2 separate regions of the Zea mays genome follow, and region 1 is linked to region 2. The links are chromatin contacts, called in public Hi-C maps. All regions are on one chromosome and are shown on one strand. The core of a region is the stretch at or near the end of the contact, and the rest is flanking DNA. Distances in the headings are between cores, read along the strand shown.

The links. A called contact is a pair of places that touch in the nucleus more often than the background predicts.
Region 1: a Hi-C map of ear shows a contact between it and region 2, with 3 times the contacts expected there. The contact joins the promoter of LOC103626103 here to the enhancer-like site in region 2. A contact is called at or near these places in 3 of 25 Hi-C or Micro-C datasets (ear, leaf and tassel).

What each region holds. Positions count from the first base shown.
Region 1 is chr5:23,242,236-23,245,406 of Zm-B73-REFERENCE-NAM-5.0, reverse strand. It overlaps LOC103626103 (TATA-box-binding protein 1-like), which reads left to right and starts at 1,858. Exons shown (of 6, transcript XM_008646477.3): 1 at 1,858-2,004; 2 at 2,900-2,987; 3 at 3,117-3,171. The coding sequence starts at 1,952.
Region 2 is chr5:23,132,515-23,135,675 of Zm-B73-REFERENCE-NAM-5.0, reverse strand. No RefSeq gene overlaps it. Among protein-coding and RNA genes, the nearest start is that of LOC103626101, 22 kb to the left of the region's middle. Within about 2 kb of position 1,600, at least 19 of the 20 cell types and tissues checked have an H3K27ac peak or open chromatin away from gene starts, as enhancers often do. A contact at or near this core is called in ear, leaf and tassel, where this site is marked.

The DNA.
Region 1 (3,171 bases), core at 609-3,108, 110 kb before region 2:
GGAGAGCCTCCCTTTCCCCATCGGACTAGTCTTTAGGGACGATTAAGTCTTTCCCCGAGTTATGTGTGCTTAATGAACTATTGGCTCCAGACAACCTTAATTTGTTAGTCTTTAGCCAAACTCACTTGGGCTGGGTGAATCATACTCCATCCATCCCATAAAAGGATGTCGTTTTGATTTTTTGATACCAAGTTTAACCGGATCATCTTATTAAAAAAATATAATTATTTTTTTATTTTGGTTTAGTTTATCATACAATTTATTTTAATATTTTTAATAAAACAAGCATATCAAATTTGATATAAAAAAGTCAAACGATTTCTTCTGGGACACAGAGGGAGTAGAAAGGAGCCCGGTGTCGAGTTGGGAAGGGTGGAGGAGGATCCAATCATCCAATGCTGGCCGAGCTATGGTGGCGCTGATTTTCGTGCATGCCTTCTACAGGCGTCGCCTAGGAGTAGGGCTCTCGGGTTCGTGGGCCAAATTCCGGAGCTCGAGTCCGTTCTGCTTGGAGAGGGGCCCAGCGATTTTCAAGCAATGGGCCTCTGGCGGGACCATGTTGAGTGCACCGTGCTGTGGCCCAGGAGCCTGATTGCTGGTCCGTGTGTGTGTTGGGTGGCCGTGTAGAGGTCGAGTTGGCAGGTCCGTCATCTTTAGAGAGGGTAATGTGTCCTGATCTCCGATTTCCAGCCAAGAATTCTTCTATTCGAGGATGAAAATAGAGTAGTATTTTCTCCATGGGATGTAAACGGTAAAAACTCTCTCCTAACAATCAATGTCTTGTTTGGGTACATTAGTATTCATCTCTAATACACATGTGTTGATGTGGATTGAGTTAATACTAGAGGATGAATACTAGAGTATGCAAACAAAGCCTAGATGATGATGGGATGAGGAACCCGTTCCCGCGGGACCCGTTAAAATTATACGTGATGATGTTTTTATACAATAGTTAATAATAAAAATAAATAATTATCTTGTCAAGAGATCACTCGTTATACGGATGTGTTTATTTTGATCTACACATAATAATTTTTTACATCTGACAATGTGTATAAATGACAATATTTTATATTAATAATAAAATATATTTTAATTATAATTTAAACGGGAATAGGGATCTCTTATGAGAATTTATCACGCGAGAAATAGAAATGAGAAAGAAATGTCGTCCGCAACCGTTTAATTCCCCGTTTAGTCATGTTCGTCGTCCACGGACCACGGATGACGAGCTCCCCCCGGTGCTGCTGCTGCCTCACTGCCTGCTTCATCGCTGGCTGCTCGGGTGGTCGGCTCGCCGCCGGTTCTGCTCCGTCGGACTCGGACGCGATGACCGTGTGTATCCAGTCTCGCGTCTGCGTCACCAGTGATGATGGGTTTCTCTTCCTTTCGCTCGGCTCCTGTACGTGCTTTGCTTTCGTTGCACGATCTATACGCTGATCATATCCTAACGAACTGGATTTGTTGGATTGTTTGTGGTTGTGGACCGTGTGGACTAGGATATACATATCCTTGCTTTGCTTAATTCCATCTGCGCACTTGTTTAGCTTTGCGCATGTACACTCGTGGAAAGAATAAAATAATTTCGTAGATGTATTATGAAAAAGAATAAAAAAAGATGACAGTTGAACAAAAGTCAAAACCTACTTCGGCGGGCTGTCCAGTTTTCAGCGACCGAGCGAAAGCCAGCCGGTCTCGAACCCAACCCAGGTCGAGTCCATAAATCCAGGGCCCCACCCGCCCCGCCTTCTTCTTTTCTTCCTCGCACCAAAGTCGTTGGAATCCAAGCCCCCTTGCCCGTCCGTACTCGACCCAAAACCCTCTCGCCAAAATATAACCCGCGCTCATTCAAAACGAGAACAGTTTGCTTGCCGCCGTTAGGGTGTCCTCGCTGGTGCTGCGCAGCGGGAGCGGCGTCGGAGGAGAAGGACGATCCACGGCGTCGTCGGCGATGAACGGAGCGCATGAGTCCGGGGTCCCGTCCGGCATCGTCCCCAACCTGCAGTGAGTCCCGAGCCCCGATCGCAGATTGGTGTTCATTGTTTACAATGCACAAAAAATATGTTTGCCCTTTGGATTTTGGATGACATAACCTCATTTTAAACTCTTTTCTCGATGCCACAGTTTATGATTATGACCTAGAGGTCACACGGCTCGACGCCGACGCCGACGCCGTGACAGATAAGGCATCGGGTGGTGTGTTGGCGCCTAGCTTGGCACCACAAGACACAAAGAATTAATTTAAACGACTCACATCCAACATTACATTAATAAATTAATTATATATAATATCGCCAATTTAGCACAACTCCGGTTTCAAGATTTTTGGCGATGTTATATACAATTAATTTATTAATATAATGTTGTATATGAATTGTTCAAATTAATTCTTGGCGTCAAGGTCGACGCCACGACTTATGGCGCCGAACACAGCACTCGGTGTTCCACCTCGACGCTAAGTCACGACAACGAGCCGTGTTACTTTGGTGTCATGGTTTATGGTGTTGAAAAAATGTTCTAAAAATTAGATTACGTCGTGATGTAAATTTTTTACGAAAAAGGTCAAAATGCAAAAAAATCCGGTCTAGTCAACCAGTAGGAAATAGCAGCCGATATCTCCGTGGGGTAGGGGAATTACGCATGACCTGTTTGATCCTTAGCATGGTATGGGGGAGATTAAAGTGTGTTGAATTTGCATACAAATGAACTAGCATGCCATCATTGCTGATCTGGATGTAAAAGAGTTGCTGTTATTTTTCTTTTCCTTTTGATCTGAAGAGTTGCCGTTGCTTTTTTCTTGCTTGGATTTTCAGAAGGGTTGATAGGTGTTGCCTCTTTAGTTTGCTGCCCAGATTGAAACAATGCAGAGCCATAACCTGCCTCTTGTCTGATGTGTCAGGAACATTGTATCAACAGTCAACTTGGACTGCAAGGTCGATCTGCAACATGTCGCCAACAGTGCTCGTAACGCAGAGTACAACCCAAGGGTATGTATCATCATCAGTGCCGCTGCTGCCTTTTCATTTACCTTAGACTTTTTTTTTGTTGCATGGAACTATATATTACATTCGATAGCTGCAGTCTCACCGGCAGTGACCCTGATACTTACTTGACAGCGTTTTGGTGCGGCTATCATGAGGATAAGGGAGCCCAAGACAACGGCACTGATAT
Region 2 (3,161 bases), core at 351-2,850:
CACTCAGCTTCGAGGTTCGAATATTCGGACAGCTTGCCATTCTATTATTGTTATTGTTACCCTATTGAACTCAGCTTGGAGATGCAAGGGAGGAACTGTACATGTCGCCAGCGGCTGTTACTGATTGCTTAAATGGATATCTGGAAGAGTTGTAATGCCCTGCGGCTGTTACTACTCAAGTGTGTGCTTTAGGTGACGGTACCTTTTGTGAAACCACGGGGAATCTTTGCGGTAAGACCATGATAACACTGAGGAATAGCACTTTAATCTGGCCAGAAGGAAACTCACAGCTCTGCTCTGGTGGTCACACGGGCAGGACAGGATATCCTCATTTTTTGGTACGACCAAATTCTGTGAGTCTGAAACTTCAGAGGTGTCCAAGACAGCAATCACTTGGAGACCGAAGCCAATTTTTGAGCTTGGTGAATTGTTTTCAGCAGAGTCGTGGTGGGCGTTGGAGCATTGTTTTCAGCAGCCGGTCCTAAGCCTTCACTTGCTGGACAGTTGCTGCTTCAAAAGGCCAGTGTTGCGCACCATACAGCTTTTGTACAACCGCACAAGGGCAGGAATTGTGGAGGGACCAACAGTGGGCAAAGGAAAAAGGATACCACGTCGAGCCAATGACGGGTCCCGACCCGGCCTGGACAAGAACAACCTTGGAGGTTTGCTGCAGCTAGCAGCTGGGATGGTCCTCCCAGGCACACAGCGCAGAGCCAGGGCAGTGCTGTCTCTTTCCTCCCAAGAAAGAAGCTTCCAGATTTATCTGTGATTAACTTCGCTCTTGGGTGAAAGAGGAGGATGATGGGACAGGGAGGCTCTGAGTTGCTGGGAAGCTATTCATCAGTTCCTTCAGCGGCAAGCTCTAATTATTCGGCGGGCTTAGGACTTAGGAGTCACGTCTCGGCATGTGATTCGGTATCGGAGGTACGCGCGCGAGCCTTCTGGCTTAACCCTGGCGTGTGGTCCAGCGGCACAAGCCACAAGCTTCTGCTAGATTTGCTGTTCCATCTCGCAATCTTGAATGGCTCTGCTTCATATGTTACTCGCAAGCTTGAAGAGAACAAAGCCACGAAAGAAAGAATTTTTTATTTGTCGTGGTTTAGTTTAAAAAATAAACTAGTGGACGACAAATATTTATGTAGTATATGTTTAGATGGTCTCCAGCAACACGGGTGGGACCATACGTGTTTATCTGGACCATCATTGTTACCGTGGCTCACTGGCATGGAGTGTTTGAATGCATTAGATCTGATAGTTAGTGGTTAAAACTAGATGAAGATATCCAAATATCCTAGATAATAGTTTAATAATTATCTATTTTTAATAAATTAGGTAATAGTTAACTATATATTTGTTAGCTAGTTAATTTCACTATTAATTTTTTAACCAATTAGATCTAGCGCCGTCAGGGTGTGTAAAAAACGTGCCGTTTTTAGTTAATGACGTGGTATGGTCTCATGAATAGTCGAAATTGCTACTGATTGCTGTTAGAATCTGCCTTCGTAAAATTACTGGCCGGTGCGTCTAGATGCTGCCATGCACGCACGCACAAGTAATCTGTGTTGTTGTGTGACGCTGACACCACAGAACACGACACGCATAGGCATAGCTCCCGCGCCCGGTACCGGGAGGGAGCTCTCTTCTTTCTATGCCCGTGCTGGGCTGCGGTGGAAAAGCCGCAACTTTTCCGGGGTTTATTATTATATATATATGTATACATCTTTATATATATGCCGTGTGTCAGTGCAGTGTTAAGAGTTAACACATATATGTACATACAAATTAATATATTTATATTGTAGCAGATCAAAAGAAACTGTCACATCATGGTGTCGCTGTCGGGCGGCGGAGCGCAAGCCATTAAAGAAATTCAGCCTGGCACACTTACCGCCCCACATGCTTATCATTTGCGTTTGCGTCGCGACCCAATCATTTTAGCGTCACCTTTTCTTGCCCAAGGGACGATGCTCTTTTCCTCTTTACCGGCCAGTTTGTCACCCTAGGACGCATGATGCGTTCTTGATGCCATCACTATTCACTAGTACCCCTACTCCTTAGCTTCGCGCCGACATGCATATGCTGATATGTACGCGTGCATGCATGTCAGTGTTAAGGGTATTAGATTATATAGTACTTGGTTTGCTTAATTAACCCCACCGAGAAAAAAACTGAAAGTTTTAAAACAACACATTATGGCCTTGTTTTGGATTAATTGGCTTCTGCTCCAATTTTGGGCGTCAGAATCAATCCTAGCCGCCAAACGCTTTGCTTCTTAGTCTGATTCTCTTAGAATCGCTTCAGTGGAAATAACCTAAATCAATGTGAATGCAGAATCCATCGAGTCGTCGTGACATGAGGATTGTGTCGTTTTCACGTCTCAATACTCTGCAGACACCTTCATCTTCCTCCGCAAGCAATCCCCGTTGCTGGGGACTTGTTCTCAAATGCTATGAATTAAGAACAAGACAACACAAAATGTTACAGGTTAAAGCCCTTCGTCCTTCGAAGCATTATTTCCCTTAAGATATAATGATCTTCAGACGAAGGTCATGAAGGACATACCTTCATCATCGCAATATACGTTAATGAAACAAGAATCATGTGAAATATAAAAGACAACATGAATAATTATGTAACATTATTAACTCATCTTTTATTATATTATCATGAATAAACATAAATAATATAGAATTACATTTGTACCTTCGGCTTGATAGAAGGAGATAATACAAGCGTGATGCACGAGCGAGTACAAATCAGCGTGAACAGTACGGGGTACTGTTTATCTATTTATAGACACAGGGCGGAGCCTGTGTGAAATTACATTTATACCCTTTATAATCGATTACAATCATGACACAAACTATCATGGGCCAATCTGTCTTTTCATCTTTAAGTCGGTGCAACCCTTCGTCTTAAGGCATGTTGTTGTGCCGAAGTTCTCTGGAAGGTAGCTACGGCGTTATTTCTGTGCTAATCTTCCGAAGGTGTTTCTTCTTACAGGACCTTCGGCTACGAAGCAGACCCCCAACAGTAGCCCCTTCGCGGTGCTAGATCGTTTTTCGTAACGAGCTTGATCCGTGAAAAATTGTCTTAGGCTTCAGAATGCCGAAGGTCTAAAAAACACCTTCCCTGAGCTCGTTGTCGAGAAACGATTAAAA